Linked DNA regions of Mus musculus: all the other regions are linked to region 2. The links are chromatin contacts, called in public HiChIP or PLAC-seq and promoter capture Hi-C maps. All regions are on one chromosome and are shown on one strand. Each heading gives the region's core, a stretch centred on a gene start, on an enhancer-like site or on the middle of the called end of the contact. The rest is flanking DNA. Distances are from core to core; before and after follow the strand shown. Region 1 holds the start of Mtfr1l (mitochondrial fission regulator 1-like). Region 2 holds the start of Srsf10 (serine and arginine-rich splicing factor 10). Region 3 holds the start of Pdik1l (PDLIM1 interacting kinase 1 like).

Region 1 (4,424 bases), core at 527-3,026, 1.3 Mb before region 2:
CATTAAGAGGTAACTACAGCCCAGGGCCCCATGGTGAGTTTGGAGAGACTAGGAAAGTGAAAGTCTTCTAAAGAGGACAGAGCATCCCAAGGGATTGCAAAAGGCAGACCAGAGGTCTTGTGAGAGTCACTGGAGAACCTAGGTCTGGCTCTCAACAGTGAGGAGATGAACTGGATGGTCGGCATCTCTTAAGGGAGAGCTGGAGTTCCTCTTCTGCCTTAGAGAGTTGTCATGAGAGTATACATGGAGAGAGGAAAGAACTTGTCTAGCCAGTCACCAAATGGCTGTTCAGTGGACAGTGTCTAAAGTCTGGTCCAGGTTCTGATATGTGCAGCCATGTTCAAGCCTACAAAGTCCCTGTGTGCCAGACTTCTTGCTAAAGGCCACTTAACTGTGCTACTCCTGCCATTACGCCCTCTCCTGTCCTGCTTCATCTCCAAAGACTCCAACCGAATCTAAACCTCGGGTTTAACAAGCTGCCGGTTCTATTACTCTGGTGTTTAAATCTTTCAACTCTCTTCTAGACTCCACAGTCCTGCCAGCAGGATATACCCCATCTTCCAGCTCTCTTAAGACCAAGCTCTAATACAGTTTGGCAAGTACACGATCTGCGACCATACTCACTCCCTAGTCTTCTGCTGGGGCCATGCTACTACCGGGCTACCAGCTCCCAACACACCTATCTGTGCCCCAGTCTATACCACTGCCTCTGTGGGACCCAACTTATCCAGCTTATCTCAGTCCCTCAGCACCCAGCTCATCCATCACTCTGTCCCTGGCAGCCTGGGGTTCGCAGTTCACTCCGTGGCAGCCTGGATCGCCTTCCGAGGGTGCTCAAAACAGAAATGGAAGTAACCGAACGGCCCATATCCCGGCCTCCGGCAGCCGCTGTAAGCACTTGGCTTGCTTTTAAGAAACCGCTGTAGGCGACACTAACTTGGCTTCGAGGCCCCGCCCCCCGCGTGCCCGCTAGACGCTCTAGCCGGTTCCGCAGCCCCGGCTCTCCCTCCGCACATCGGCGCTGCCGCAGCTCCTTCTGCGCTGGCCGTGCCCGCGTCTTCCCGTGCGGCCACTCTCGGCAGACCCTCTCTGCTCCGAGAGCGCCTCGACCCGGCAGGTCCTGGGCCAGGGAGAAACTTTAGCCCAGCGGTGCCCGGCGGACACCCGGGCAGAGCGCGCGAGGGTCTCACGAGGCGCCGGTGGCCAGCAAGATGCAGCCCCCTGCGCCCTCAACGACGGGTCCCCACCCCCGCGACGGCGACCCGGCCCGGGCCAAGGTCGGCCAAGTTCCTACCGCGCGTCCAGCGGCCCTTGGACCCGCGGGCCGGGCCGGGCCGCTCAGTAGCCTCCAGGCCGGCGTAGGTCCCAGATACGCCGCGCGGCCCGGGGCGTACCGCGCTCCAACGGCTGGGGCGACCCCAACCGCTGGGTGACACGGCCAGCAACTACGCCTGGGGACCAGTGCCCTCACCGAGGGGGGCAGACAGCGGCGACTCCCGCGAGAACTTGCACGGGAACAGGGAACGCGTGCTCCCCTGCGCCGGGACGGAGACGCCGGCGACGGCCCAGGGCGCTCACCGAGCCCGTCTCCTGTGGGACCCCGCATCGGGCTTAGCCCGGACTCCAGCGCCACACTCACCTCAGCCCCTCCTACCCCAGCGGGCGGCCCGGCCTCGAAGTCCCTCACTTCCGCTGACCCGCCTCCGGAAGCAATCATTTGCAGCTGCGCGGCGAGCACCACGCCCAGGAGAGGCGGGCCTAGAGAGGGGCCCGGAATGGACGCGGGCTCTGAGTGGACGGCAGACCGGCCAGGAGGCCACACCCCTCCCCGGGCCACGCCCTCACCCCTCCGGGGGAGGGCACGAAGTCTGTGCGCGCATCCCGCTGGAGTTTTCCTCCCAAGTTTAGTTGCTGCCGTAGGAGTTGCTTCCCGTGTTTAGTGTCAACAAACTTCTGGGAAGCGGTAGTCTGCCAGTGTTGCTGCTCAGCACTGGAAATAGTCCATACTCCTGCTGCAGATCTCCGAATCCTCTCATCTTGGCATTTCAGCCTTTCCTATCTAGTCTGGACCCTCGTCCCATTTCATGCTCCCCCAGATACATCCCCCAGCAAAAATGGCTGCTTTCGCCTTTCAGGCATGCCCTCCAGTGCTTCGGAATAGCTGTCTTCTATTTTAAAGTTCTCTGTCTCACACACGCTCATACACGTACACACGTGTGCAGCATAGTTCAGTCTGTTAATGAGATGGGTGGATTGATGGCACTCGGAGACACCAAAGCTCTCAAGGTCGCTCTTTCTACCGGTCTCCATGGCATCCAGTTAATGGGCATACACTTTCTTCTCTGCACGTGGCTTTGCCTGACTCACCAGTTCTCCCAAAGCCTATAATCCCCACCTGCCAGGGACAAATCTTTTGGATTCGTGGGTGGACAGCTTTGTGCAGTCACAATGGGCATTATGCCCAGACCTGCCTTACTACACCCATACATGCTTTATTTCTCTATTGTTGTCCTCTGGAAATTACAGTTATATGTTGCTGAAGAACGGGTACTCTTTGGGAAACGTGTCCTTAGGTGACTGAGTTACACAAACATTATAGAGTGAGTACGTACACACACCTACAGAATATACTACATCCTAGGTGAATTGGTAAAGCCTATTGCTCCAGGCTACAAAAACCTGCACAGTTGCAACTGTGCTAAATCCCAGGGAAGTTGTATCACAATTGTAGACATTTACTTCTAAACACCGGTAGGGCACATGCCAAGATAGATAGCTGGAATTTCTCAGCTCCTTTTTGATTGTTGGGTATCACTGTCAGATAGTCTATCAGCGACAAAGCCACTGATAGAACCTAGTGGGGAAACCCCCACTCAATTCCCGATTCGGTGTGCACCCAAAAAATCACGAAGGACCATCTTGATGGAATTAAATGAGGTCGTTTAATTACGGAGCTCCGGACCGACATGCATCCCACACAGGAGATAACGGATGTCGGCCACGAGGCTGGAAAGCTAGGGGTTTTTATGGGGTAAGGGGCTTAGGGGTGTGGAATTCAGCATAGCAACACACTATTGGCTTATTCAAACATCAGGAGAAAAATTACATGTACGTGCAGGGTGTCAGAGTTCTGTGAGTTGTTGACTCAGTTCAGATAGCCCTGTTATGTCCTCACATTCCTCTTTATCTTATGGTCAAGATGTTCCCAGGAGTGTTTTAACTACGGGGAATACCCAGGTTTGTTTTTCTCTTTTCTCAGCCCCAGACAGCCTCTAGGCTCACAAACAACCAGCAATTTCTGAGTACTTTATATGACTTACAGGTCTTGAAATTTCATCTTTCTTTCACCACCACTGTGTGGCATCTGACCATTTAAACGTTTCTTATGGGTTTGTGTGTATGTGTGTGTGTGTACTTCATTTTGCACTGCTCCCCATAAGATAAATAATTGGGGGCTGGAGAGATGGCTCAGCGGTTGAGAGCGCTGGCTGCTCTTCCAGAGGTCCTGAGTTCAAATCCCGGCAACCACATGGTGGCTCACAACCATCTGTAAGGGGATCTGATGCTCTCTTCTGGTGTGTCTGAAGAGAGTGACAATGTACTCACATACATTAAATAAATAAATAAATAAATAAATAAATAAATAAATAAATAAATAAATAAATATTTTTTAAAAGATAAATAATTGGTTATAATCCATCCTTAACCTGGAAACTGACTTTACCTCTGTGTCAGTGAAAATGATATGGGAACAAAGGGCTGGTTTGCAGAGCCTTTCCTCTGTGGCAGGCTAGGCTTTGACATGTCCTGGCTCAGCATGTTTCCTTGCCTTATGACTCAGCCTTCTTTTACAGGTCTCCATCTTTACACTCTCCCCACCATGTGTGCACTATGGTGAGGAGGAGGTCCAAAGATAACCAGGAATTGCTTCTCTCCATCATGGGGAATTCAGGGACTGAACTCAGGTTGTCTAGGTAGCAAACACCTTTATGCAGTGAGCCATCCCACCACCCCTACAGGTATATTTCCTCCCATAATTATCTAATGCCTGTCATATGCTCCGCTTCTAACGAGTTCAACATCAGGACCATTCTCAACACAAACTTCCAGATTCTCCAGCGTAGTTTCTCATTCTGTCTATTACAAGCTCCCTGTTGCTAGACAAGGCTCCAAAACAGTCCAGCTCAAATGTGCCCACCCTTACCCATTCCCCAATAGGGGCAGTGGTCAGACTGTGGAAGGCCAAAACCGAGCATCCTGCTCAAAGGAAAAGCACCAAGCTACTGTAGGCTCTCCAATTTTATTACAGGACATACTGGGGATGGGGGAACAAAGGCAGAGGGGTGATCAGATGGCAGCTGGGGATGTGCAGAGGTGTCTGATGAAGACCCAGAAAGCCCCAGCAATCAGTACTTCCCATAGGA
Region 2 (4,337 bases), core at 1,258-3,757:
CCCTGGCTGTTCTAGAACTCACTGTATAGAACAGGCTGTCCTCCAACTCACAGAAATCCTCCTGACTCTACCTCCCAAGCACCTGGGATCAAAGGCATGCCCCACAATGCCATGCTTATCTTGTGTTTTCTATCCACAGACATATATATGTTATTGCTTGCCGAGAGACCATCTCTCTACTATATCAATAGCAGTTAACTATCCATGTAATTTTTTTAAAAACATGATGTCTTTGTTGGAGAATTTATTGATAAATTCAATGAGCAAAACATTGCCTGACTAGAAGAAGCAAACCAGGCACCCATTAAACAGATCCCGGATGCTAGAGAATTAGAGAAGTTACTGGTTCAAACACACCACTACCTTTGCTCCTTTGGACAGAGAAACTACAGTGTCGTGGCCTTGGAGGTCACTTATGGATGGTACGTAGACCATAGAAGGGGGTAAAGCAAAAATTGCCTGGAATATTCCTATTTCTCTGCAGGATGTAATGGGTGGAGAAGTAGGCGGAACAGATCATCTTCACACAGCAGGAGAGAGAGATGATTGACAGGCACACTGTACACCCAAGCTGCTCACAGAGAAGGCTCCAGTGCAACATGTTATGTAAATACACCTATCTCAATGGTGACAGCCAGAAGCAGTTGGCTGATGGGAGCTCATCTACGTGGTTGAATCTTCCTGGGTTGCTACTGAAATTACAGTGCCTTTCTTAAGAAATGTTCATTTATTGGGTTACATCGATCTGCCAGCCAGTCGGGTATTTCTAATCCTCCCTGCGCTTTTAAACAGAAAGAGAGAAATGTGAGCATGTGTGTGTGGGTATGGGTGTGCCGGTGCCCGCAGAAGTCAGAAGAGGGTGCTGGATCCCCTAGAGATGGAGTTGCAGGCGGCTGTGAGCCACCTACATTGGAACTGAACTCAGGTCCGTGCTCTGGAAGAGCAGCGCGTGCTCTTAACCGCTGAGCCACCTCTCTAGTCGCTTTCGAACAAAAAGATTTGCAGCAACTTATTCCCCCACCCAGATGACCAAATTATAATTTAAATCAATTATACCATCTTGCAATAAAGCAAAGATTCAAACAAAATACTGAAGACGCATTCCCAGCGGGCAGTACTTTCCTGAAGGCCTTCGGTACAGCCTCCTTCACACCACTCCTTTGGCAGAGCTGCTGTTTGGTAAATTGCACAACGTGCCCAAAAGCCTGGTGGTCAAGGGGTGTTGGACTTCTTGCTTTTCTTCTTGGTCATACTCTCATTCTCTCCGCAGTCCTCATGTTTACCAGAGACTGTGTGATGTATGTGAGGGAAGTGATGTGTGCATCTTCTCACTCATAAGTTTGAACTCCGTAGATATTAACGCATATAAGCCATATTTAAAAACAGGGCGCTGGGCAGTGGTGGCGCACGCCTTTGATCCCAGCACTTGGGAGGCACAGGCAGGTGGATTTCTGAGTTCGAGGCCAGCCTGGTCTACAAAGTGAGTTCCAGGACAGCCAGGGCTGTACAGAGAAACCCTGTCTCGAAAAGCAAGCAAACAAACAAACAAACAAAAAACCACACACACAAAAACAATAATAAAAATCTAAGTGTATTGCCCACTTGTGTATGGGTGCCCTAGGAGGCCAAAGAGGGAACTAGTAACAAAGCACTGAGCCCGCTCCCTCAACGTGGGGAATAGAGGGGAGGAGGCGCTAGAGAGAGGGAGGGGAGGGAGAAGAGAGGAGAAAAAAGGAGAGGGAGAAAAGCAAACCAGCTAGCCAAGGTTTTTTTGTAGCTGGGGAGTCCCATGATGAGGACTGAAAGTTGGAGGGGGACTGGAGCAAGAGGGGGACGATGGGCCGGGGTGAGTGGGCAGTGTCTGTCTTAGGGTGCAGGCAGGTCTGTGGGAAGAAACTTGGCTAGCAAATCCAAGGACCTAGATTGGATCCCCAGAAAACAACAAAGAGACAAACACCACCTCTTCAAGGCTGGAAAAGGGGTTCAGGCACCTTGCATGTGAGCAACAGAGACAAGGACAGCAGGGCCCGGGTCTCACGGGGAGGGAATTGCGTGCCTAGGTGACGCGGATGTGCAGCAAAGGCAGAGAGTTGCACGCACGGCACGCCGAAAGCTCTGCCCCTCCCCCAAACCCCACAAAGAATCTCTAAGTTCCTCTCTCTGGCCAGAGATCTGATAAGAAGCCCAGGCGCAACTCCGAACAGCGGATTCCGGAGCAGCCTCTAGCTGGCTCCGAGGCTCCCGAGCCCGGTCATGGTAGTTTAACCCGAGCGCTCGCCGAGAGGAGGAGGGATGGCGGGCTCGGCCGGGCGGGAAAGGGCGGGAAAGCGCAGCGCTAAAGAAAGAAAGAGGGGGAGGGGAGGAGCCCGCGCCTGGAGCCAATGAACGGCAGCGAGGCCGCGGTGCGCGCGTCAGGCCGGCGGCGCGCGCACGCCCAGAGATCTCGCGGGAAAAAGCCGTTGTCCCCCTCCGCCGGTGCTGCGGGGCGGGAGGTGGGAGGGGGCCTGGAGGCGGGAGCCAAGTCTCGCGAGAAGAGGCAGTTGCCGTAGCGGAGCCCTCTGGGTCTGTGCGAGTGTGGTGTGAGTGGATGTGAGCCGCCGCCGGAGCTGCGGACGGTTTGCCCGAGCCCGTTAGCGCCGCCGGCCCAGAGTCCCGCCGCCACCATGTCCCGATACCTGCGCCCCCCTAACACGTCTCTGTTCGTCAGGAACGTGGCGGACGACACCAGGTGAGCGCACCGGAGCAGCTACTGCGCGGGGGAGGGAGGCCGCGGGCGCCCGGCGAGCGGCGGCCGTGGCGCGGGGGAGGGGCGGGGCGAAGATGGCGGGGCCCGCGCCGGCTCTAGGCCGCGCCGCCGGCCTGCAGGAGCAAGGGCGGACACCGGGCCGAGCGCTGGCGAGCGAGCAGGCGTGAGGGCCGCGTGGCGGGCATTCGGGGGCCCCGTCCTCCCCCGCGTGCTCGGCGGCTGGGCCGAGCCGGCGGGCCGGACGTGTGTGTCCCTCATGGATCCGACGTCCACGTTCCATGAGGTGCACGCCCCCCTCGGCCTGAAAGGGATTTTTGTTGTTGAAAACGGGAAAAGGGTTGCCAGGCGGGGCGGCCCAGGCCAGCACTCGGGGAAGCCGAGGCGGGAGGATCGGCGCGAGTCGGAGGTCAGCTCGGGCTACGAAGTCAGAAGATGGAAAAGATGCGAGTGGGATAACGGGATAGCGGAGGGGAGGGTTTGCAGCTCCATCTCCCCCATCTGTGTGGATGGTGATGAGTGGATTCGAGATTGCTGTGGGGGAGAGGAGTCGTGGAGATTGGGGCGAGTGTAACAATTTTTCGGTTAAATGGAGTGATCCACGTGTTTTCGCGGAAATCTCTTTGAAAACGAGGTGCTGGAGAGACCGCTCCCGTTAGGGACCTTCGTGATTAACTTGGGTGAACGGAGGCGGTACTTTTAATAAAAGTCCGCCTTGTCTCCGGGCGTAGCCCCAGCACTCAGAAGACGGGTCTGGGAGTTCGAGTCTCGCCTGGTAAAGGGCTTTGTTTTCACAGCTTGTCCTTTGCTTTGAATTGCCTTCGGAATTTTTCAGAAGAGATTTTTATCACAGGATTACTCTTCGTGTTCGTACAAAATAAACTCCGAAGAAAAACTGAGGTTTTGGGTTTTTCTTGTTTTGTGGAGTTTTGTATCCTCTTTGTCATTACGCATAAAACAAAAGTGGTTAATTAACGACTTAAAAATTTTTCCATTTTGTCGTTTTAATACTTAAGTATGAAGTATGTAGATACTGTGATGGTTTTATTTCAGATTTTTAATGGCTGACCCTGTTGAACAATTTTAGCGTAAGCGGGGATGTGATGGGAATGCTTAATGCTGGAAATTGGGTTCCAAACCAACTTGACTAGAATGAGACCTGCCTTAAAACAAATATACAATACTTTTCAGAATGCTAGAATATTTGATGATTGTTTTTGCCATTTATTCGTTTTTTTTTAAAGACAGTTTCTTTGTAGCCTTGGCTGACCTGGAACTTGCTCTGTAGACAGGTTAGCAAAAATCCTCCTGCCTTTGCCTCCCAGAGTGCTGAGAATAAAGGTGTTCACCACCAGCAGCAGTCTTTCAGTTTTTAAAAAAGTTGAAGACATGCCCTTTATGAACAGTGAAGACCCGGGTTTGTTTGTTTTGGTTTTTCGAGACAGTTTCTCTGTAGCCCTGGCTGTCAAGGACTCACTTTGTAGACCAGGCTGGCCTCGAACTCAGAAATCCCCGTGCCTCTGCCTCTGAAGTGCTGGGATCAAAGGCGTGCGCTTTTTTTTTTTTTTTTTTTTTTTTTTTGGCAGGGTCTCAC
Region 3 (4,807 bases), core at 1,249-3,748, 1.6 Mb before region 2:
TTTTTGAGACAGGGTCTTGCTAAGTTTCCCTGGCTTGGAGCTTGATGTATGAATTATGCTGGCTTTAGAAGCCATGGTTACAGTACCATCATCCCTGACTCTTATGTATAAGTGCAGGCATGCCCATGCCATGGCACACCCATTAGGAGAGAACCTTGGCTCTCCTGTCACTGCTACAGCATATGCCAGGGTAGTGGCCTGTGAACTTTGGACACTCTGTCTCTGCCACCCATCTCCCCACAGGAAGGCACATCTACCTTCACATGGGTTCTAGGGATCCAAATTCAGTCCCCCAGACTTACTCAGCAAATGTTCTACCCATTGAACTCTCTCCAGGCTCCACCCACCCACTCCTTTTTTGAACAAGATCTCACTATGAAACCCTGGCAGGCCTCCAACTCAGAGATAAGCCTGTCTCTGCTTCCCCAGTGTGGGATTAAAGGTTCATGTCACCATGCCTTGCTTCCGGTCTTGTTTCTTTTAAAAGACAGGTTCTTGTGATTATGTGGCTCAAGACGGCTTTCACATCTTTTAAGATTTTATTGTATATTTTACATATCTGTGTGTAGCTTTGTGTAAGTCAGAGGGCAGTATGTGGGAGTCAGTTCTCTCCTTCTACCATGTGGTTCCAGAAACTGAGCTCATGTTATATGGCTTGGCAGAACATAACTTTACCCACTGAGCCACCTCAATAGCCTTGGCTACCTTGGTCTTTGGAATGGTGGTATTACAAGTGTGTTAAGTAGCCAAACCTGGCTACTTTTATATTAAGTTCATTTAATCCTTAACTGCTTGAAAATGCCATTGTTAAAAATATATATATACCCGAAATTTGAAATTTCATCAAGAGGTGGTGGCTCACACCTTTAATCTCAGCGTGTAGGAGGCAGAGGAAGGCGGATCTCTGAGTTCAAGGCCAGCCTGATCTACAGAGGGAGTTCTAGGATACCCAGGGCTACAGAGAGACCCTGTCTTGAGAAGAAAACACACAAACAAAAGCAGTGAAACATAAAAATCCCTCACACTTAGAAATGCAAACCCCTGACTTTGGTTTATGGACCAAAAGTGGTCAAGATCACTTACTTATGTTTTGTTTGCAACAGTGTCTCAGGTAGCTCAGGCTACCCCTGAATTTACTATATAGCAGGGAATGACCCTAATCTCCTGCTTCCACCTTCCAAAAACTAGGGTTATAGACCTGCACCAGCATGCTTAGTTATTTGTTTCTTACAAAATGGGCACAAATAAAGTTTTTGCAGAGCTGTTCCCTCAAAATGAAGTAAGTCAACTACCTTTTTATCGTTGTTTAGCATAGTTATTTAATTCTAGGTCTTTTCTGGCCAAAGGGGGAGCATCCTATACATCACAGGGAATCCTCTGACAAAGTCCTTTGGCGCTGTACCTTGAGAAATCATTTAAAGGCAAGCTGGAGCACAGGCCCCACAGAGAAATGTTCTTTTGAGTGGAGAGTCTGCAGTACGCTCCCTCACTCACTGTCACTGTCTTCGCCGGCCAGGAAGAGTAAGATTGTATTTACATTGCACAACCAGGTAAACAAAGTGACTGCCCCGGGAACCGGAGACTCCCGGAACGACTACTTTAAGTTCATTGGCCAGATTTAAAAGAAAATGACTGTTCCTGAGGTTTGCCCTGAGTTACTTCCTTGTATTGGTCGCCTACCCTTCAATTTCTTCCTGGATTCCCCAATGTCAGGTTTCCTGTCACCGGGCGGGCCATTCTGTCCTGCTCTGTGCTGATTCCCGGTTACTAGGCACTTCCAAGTGACTCTTTTCTCTGCAGCGGTCCCCTGTCCTCTCCCACTTGCCAGAGGTCCCCCCCCCCAAGGAAGAACGCCTTCCTTGCATAAGAAAGGACGGTGTCTATCAAATCCTTGGGGTCCTGGCTGGAGAGACGCCCTGCTGAAGCATCCTTCGAGAACCCGAGCGCCTTACGATGGCACGTCCCGGACCCTCCTGCCTGCCTGCCTGCCATTCTCCCTCCGGGGCTGGGCACCGGCGGCTTGGACATGCACCTGCTGGTGCCGGGGACGGGGACAAGTAAGGCCAGCGGTGCTCGCTCTGTCGCCGAGGCGCGCTCACTGGCCAAGCAGCAAGCTCACTCCGGGCGGCCGTCCCTGGAAACCCCGAGGGACCCTCCCGTGGCCCCTGAGCGGGCCTCGCAGTCGCTTCAACTCCTGGCGGCTGCAGCCTAGGGGACCGGACTCCGGGAGTGGCCCGGGCGGGAACGGAGGCCGCAGTCCCCGGCCGGTGGCCGGCGCAGCACCGGGCCTTCCCGGGGATGACTCCACTGAGAGGTCCGTGACAGGCCTGCTGGGGACAGAGACACATGCAGGGAGACCGGTTCTGACTGCGGGGCATCCGTGGCACGGCGAAGGGCCAGGTTTACCTCAGGGCAGCCGCCGCCGCTTCTCCCTCTCATGAGCTCTGCAGGCCGCCATTATCGCGCAGCTCGCGCCCTCGGCCGCGGCGGCCTCCAGTCAGAAGCCGGCGCGCGCCCCCGTGGTGCGCGGACACACCCCCTCACGCCGGGCCCCGCCCCCTCCGGCTTGCCGTAGCGCGCGTGCGCAAGCCGAGCGCCGCCTGCTGCCGGGCGAGCGCCCGCCTCTCCTCCGCGGGCTCTGGCCATTGCGCTCCGTCGCTGCCCTGGCGCGGCGCACAGCCGAGCGTTTCCAGCGGTGTGCGCGCTGCAGAGCGGACCAATGCTGCCCTGCAGGGGTGGCGGCAGGGGACGGTCGCCCTCAGCCGCAGCGGGGGGCGCGTCCCGGGACCCCAGAGAAGCTGCGGCCGCTGGCCCGAGCCGGCGGTGCTCGTGCCCCGTGGCGGGCTACGCTGCCCGCCCTCTTCAGACCTACCGAGCGGCGGGCTGGAGCGCGCGGTTCGCTGGGGCCGGATGCCCGGTGCATCTTCCTCGCTGGTGGCGGGACTGGGCGGCGGGTCCGTGGGGAGGCGCGGCCAGTGCTGGGAGGCTGGCTGCACCTACGTTCCGAGGCACCGAGCTGTGTTTGCGGGTGGCACAATGGCCCAGGCAGCGACGCGGGCCTGGGTGCGATCATCTGGGAGGATGCTGTCCCCTGCCCCACCGGCGCGGTGGTATCTCCCTTAAAGAAGCCGGAACCTCATTGTTCCCGGCCTTGAGGATCGGGGCGTCCTGCTGGGTGAGAGAGAGGGTGTGGCCTACCTGGCTGCGGCGCGCAGCCTAGCTGGCCTGAACCGGAGTTGGGACCCATTTTAGGCGGGTGTACGGACACAAAACAGGTCTCCTAGGACTGCAGTCCCCCGGAGTTCTTCAAATACGTGCACAAAACCTTTCAAATGCCCCCAGCAGTTGTCAGTCATAACCCTGAGTTGCCCTGAGATCGGGGTGACAGTCACTTGGAAACCAGGACCAACTGGCCGGCCCGTCGTTAGTTACACAGATTGAGTAAGCATCTGCCAGAAACGCCCATTCTTTTCTTTATTATTCTGTACCTACTGCTTGTTAGTAAGGTTGATCCTGCCTTCATTGCCCCCTAAGCATCTCAGTGCCTCCAGGATCATCCTTTGTCATCTGCTTATGAAACTAATATTTGGGGTCTGGGCAACTTTCTATATAATCTGAACCATATTCCAAAAGTAAAGACCTTACTACTGACCCTGCTGCTTTCATAGGCGAGGAAACCAACACCTGCCACATTGACCAAAAGTTGTCTTCCTAGAACACCCACTCGCACCCTAGTGTAACGTCCTCCAGCCCCTCCTAATAAAAGCCCAGCAATCTATTCAGAGTTTGTCCTGAGGGCCATCCTCCTATTGGTGCTCACGTTTTCTGGGAATACTGAGTCAGTCAAGACTTGCTTCCTGCCCTGGAAAGTAGGGGGAAATAGGAAAGCTCAGTAGACGCCGGCTACCAGTGTTAAACAGGATGGACTAGGAAGAGATCTCTTCATGAGAGTAGTCTTTTTGTTTATTGTGGTCATAAAATGTCACGGGATCGTCAAGGGACGTACCTGTTCTAGCTGCTTTCCTGTTGCTGTGATTAAAAAGAAAAATTGCTGACCAAAAATACCTTAGGGGAGGAAAAGGTTTGTTTGACTTAAACCTTCAGGGTTAGGGTCACTGGGAATTCATCCATCACTGAGGGAAGTCAGGGAGGGAACTAGGGAAGGAACTGTGGGGGGTGGGGGAGGCTCCTTACTGGCTTGCTCCAGGGTCATGGCTCAACTACATTTCTAAACAGTTTAGGCTGGCCTGCCTAGAAATAGCACTGCCCACATTGGGCAATCAACAAACCCCCTCACAGATGTGCTTACAGGCCAGTCTGATAGAGGCTATCCCCCACTGGACACTTCCTCAAATAGCTAAGCTGGCAAGTTGACAGCTGAAGCTAACAAGACTAGTGTTTTACGGTGTGCCATCATCTTCTATGTGACTAACAAAGTTAGTTGCTTATATTTTAAACTTTTAAAAAGCCTATCCGTCCAATAAAAGAATTACTTTACATTCTACAGTTCTTTTGCCTTTGAGGCAGGGTCTCACTTTATAGCCCTGGCTGGCCTGAAACTGTCTCTGTAGACCAAGCTGGCCTTGAACTCAGAGATGCCTCTGCCTCCTGAGTGTTGCTGGGATTAAATGTATATACTACCACACCTGAGCAACCTTAAATATAAAATTATGGATTTATGTTTGTATGATGTATGTCAGAGGACAACTTAGTGGAGTTCATTTTCACCTTCTACCTTTGGGGGATGTGGTTGCTTGAATATCTTTGGCCCCTAGGGAGTCGTACTGTTCCAAGGCTTGGCCTTGTT

Evidence for each region. HiChIP or PLAC-seq counts read pairs in DNA pulled down with a chosen protein or histone mark. Capture Hi-C pulls out chosen DNA fragments and counts their contacts.
Region 1: a contact with region 2 is called in a promoter capture Hi-C map of liver, with 2.5 times the contacts expected there. The contact joins the promoter of Mtfr1l here to the promoter of Srsf10 in region 2. A contact is called at or near these places in 2 of 39 promoter capture datasets (hippocampal neurons and liver), 1 of 115 datasets of contacts at active chromatin or transcription factors (microglia) and 1 of 9 other capture datasets (liver).
Region 3: an H3K4me3 HiChIP or PLAC-seq map of embryonic stem cells shows a contact between it and region 2, with 5 read pairs. The contact joins the promoter of Pdik1l here to the promoter of Srsf10 in region 2. A contact is called at or near these places in 2 of 115 datasets of contacts at active chromatin or transcription factors (both in embryonic stem cells).

The regions. Positions count from the first base shown.
Region 1 is chr4:134,533,611-134,538,034 of GRCm38.p6, forward strand. It overlaps Mtfr1l (mitochondrial fission regulator 1-like), which reads right to left and starts at 1,777. Exons shown (of 7, transcript NM_029759.4): 1 at 1,640-1,777. It overlaps Selenon (selenoprotein N), which reads right to left. Exons shown (of 12, transcript NM_029100.2): 12 at 4,282-4,424.
Region 2 is chr4:135,853,564-135,857,900 of GRCm38.p6, forward strand. Srsf10 (serine and arginine-rich splicing factor 10) reads left to right here and starts at 2,508. Exons shown (of 6, transcript NM_001080387.2): 1 at 2,508-2,728. The coding sequence starts at 2,664.
Region 3 is chr4:134,284,755-134,289,561 of GRCm38.p6, forward strand. Pdik1l (PDLIM1 interacting kinase 1 like) reads right to left here and starts at 2,499. Exons shown (of 3, transcript NM_001163794.1): 1 at 2,407-2,499.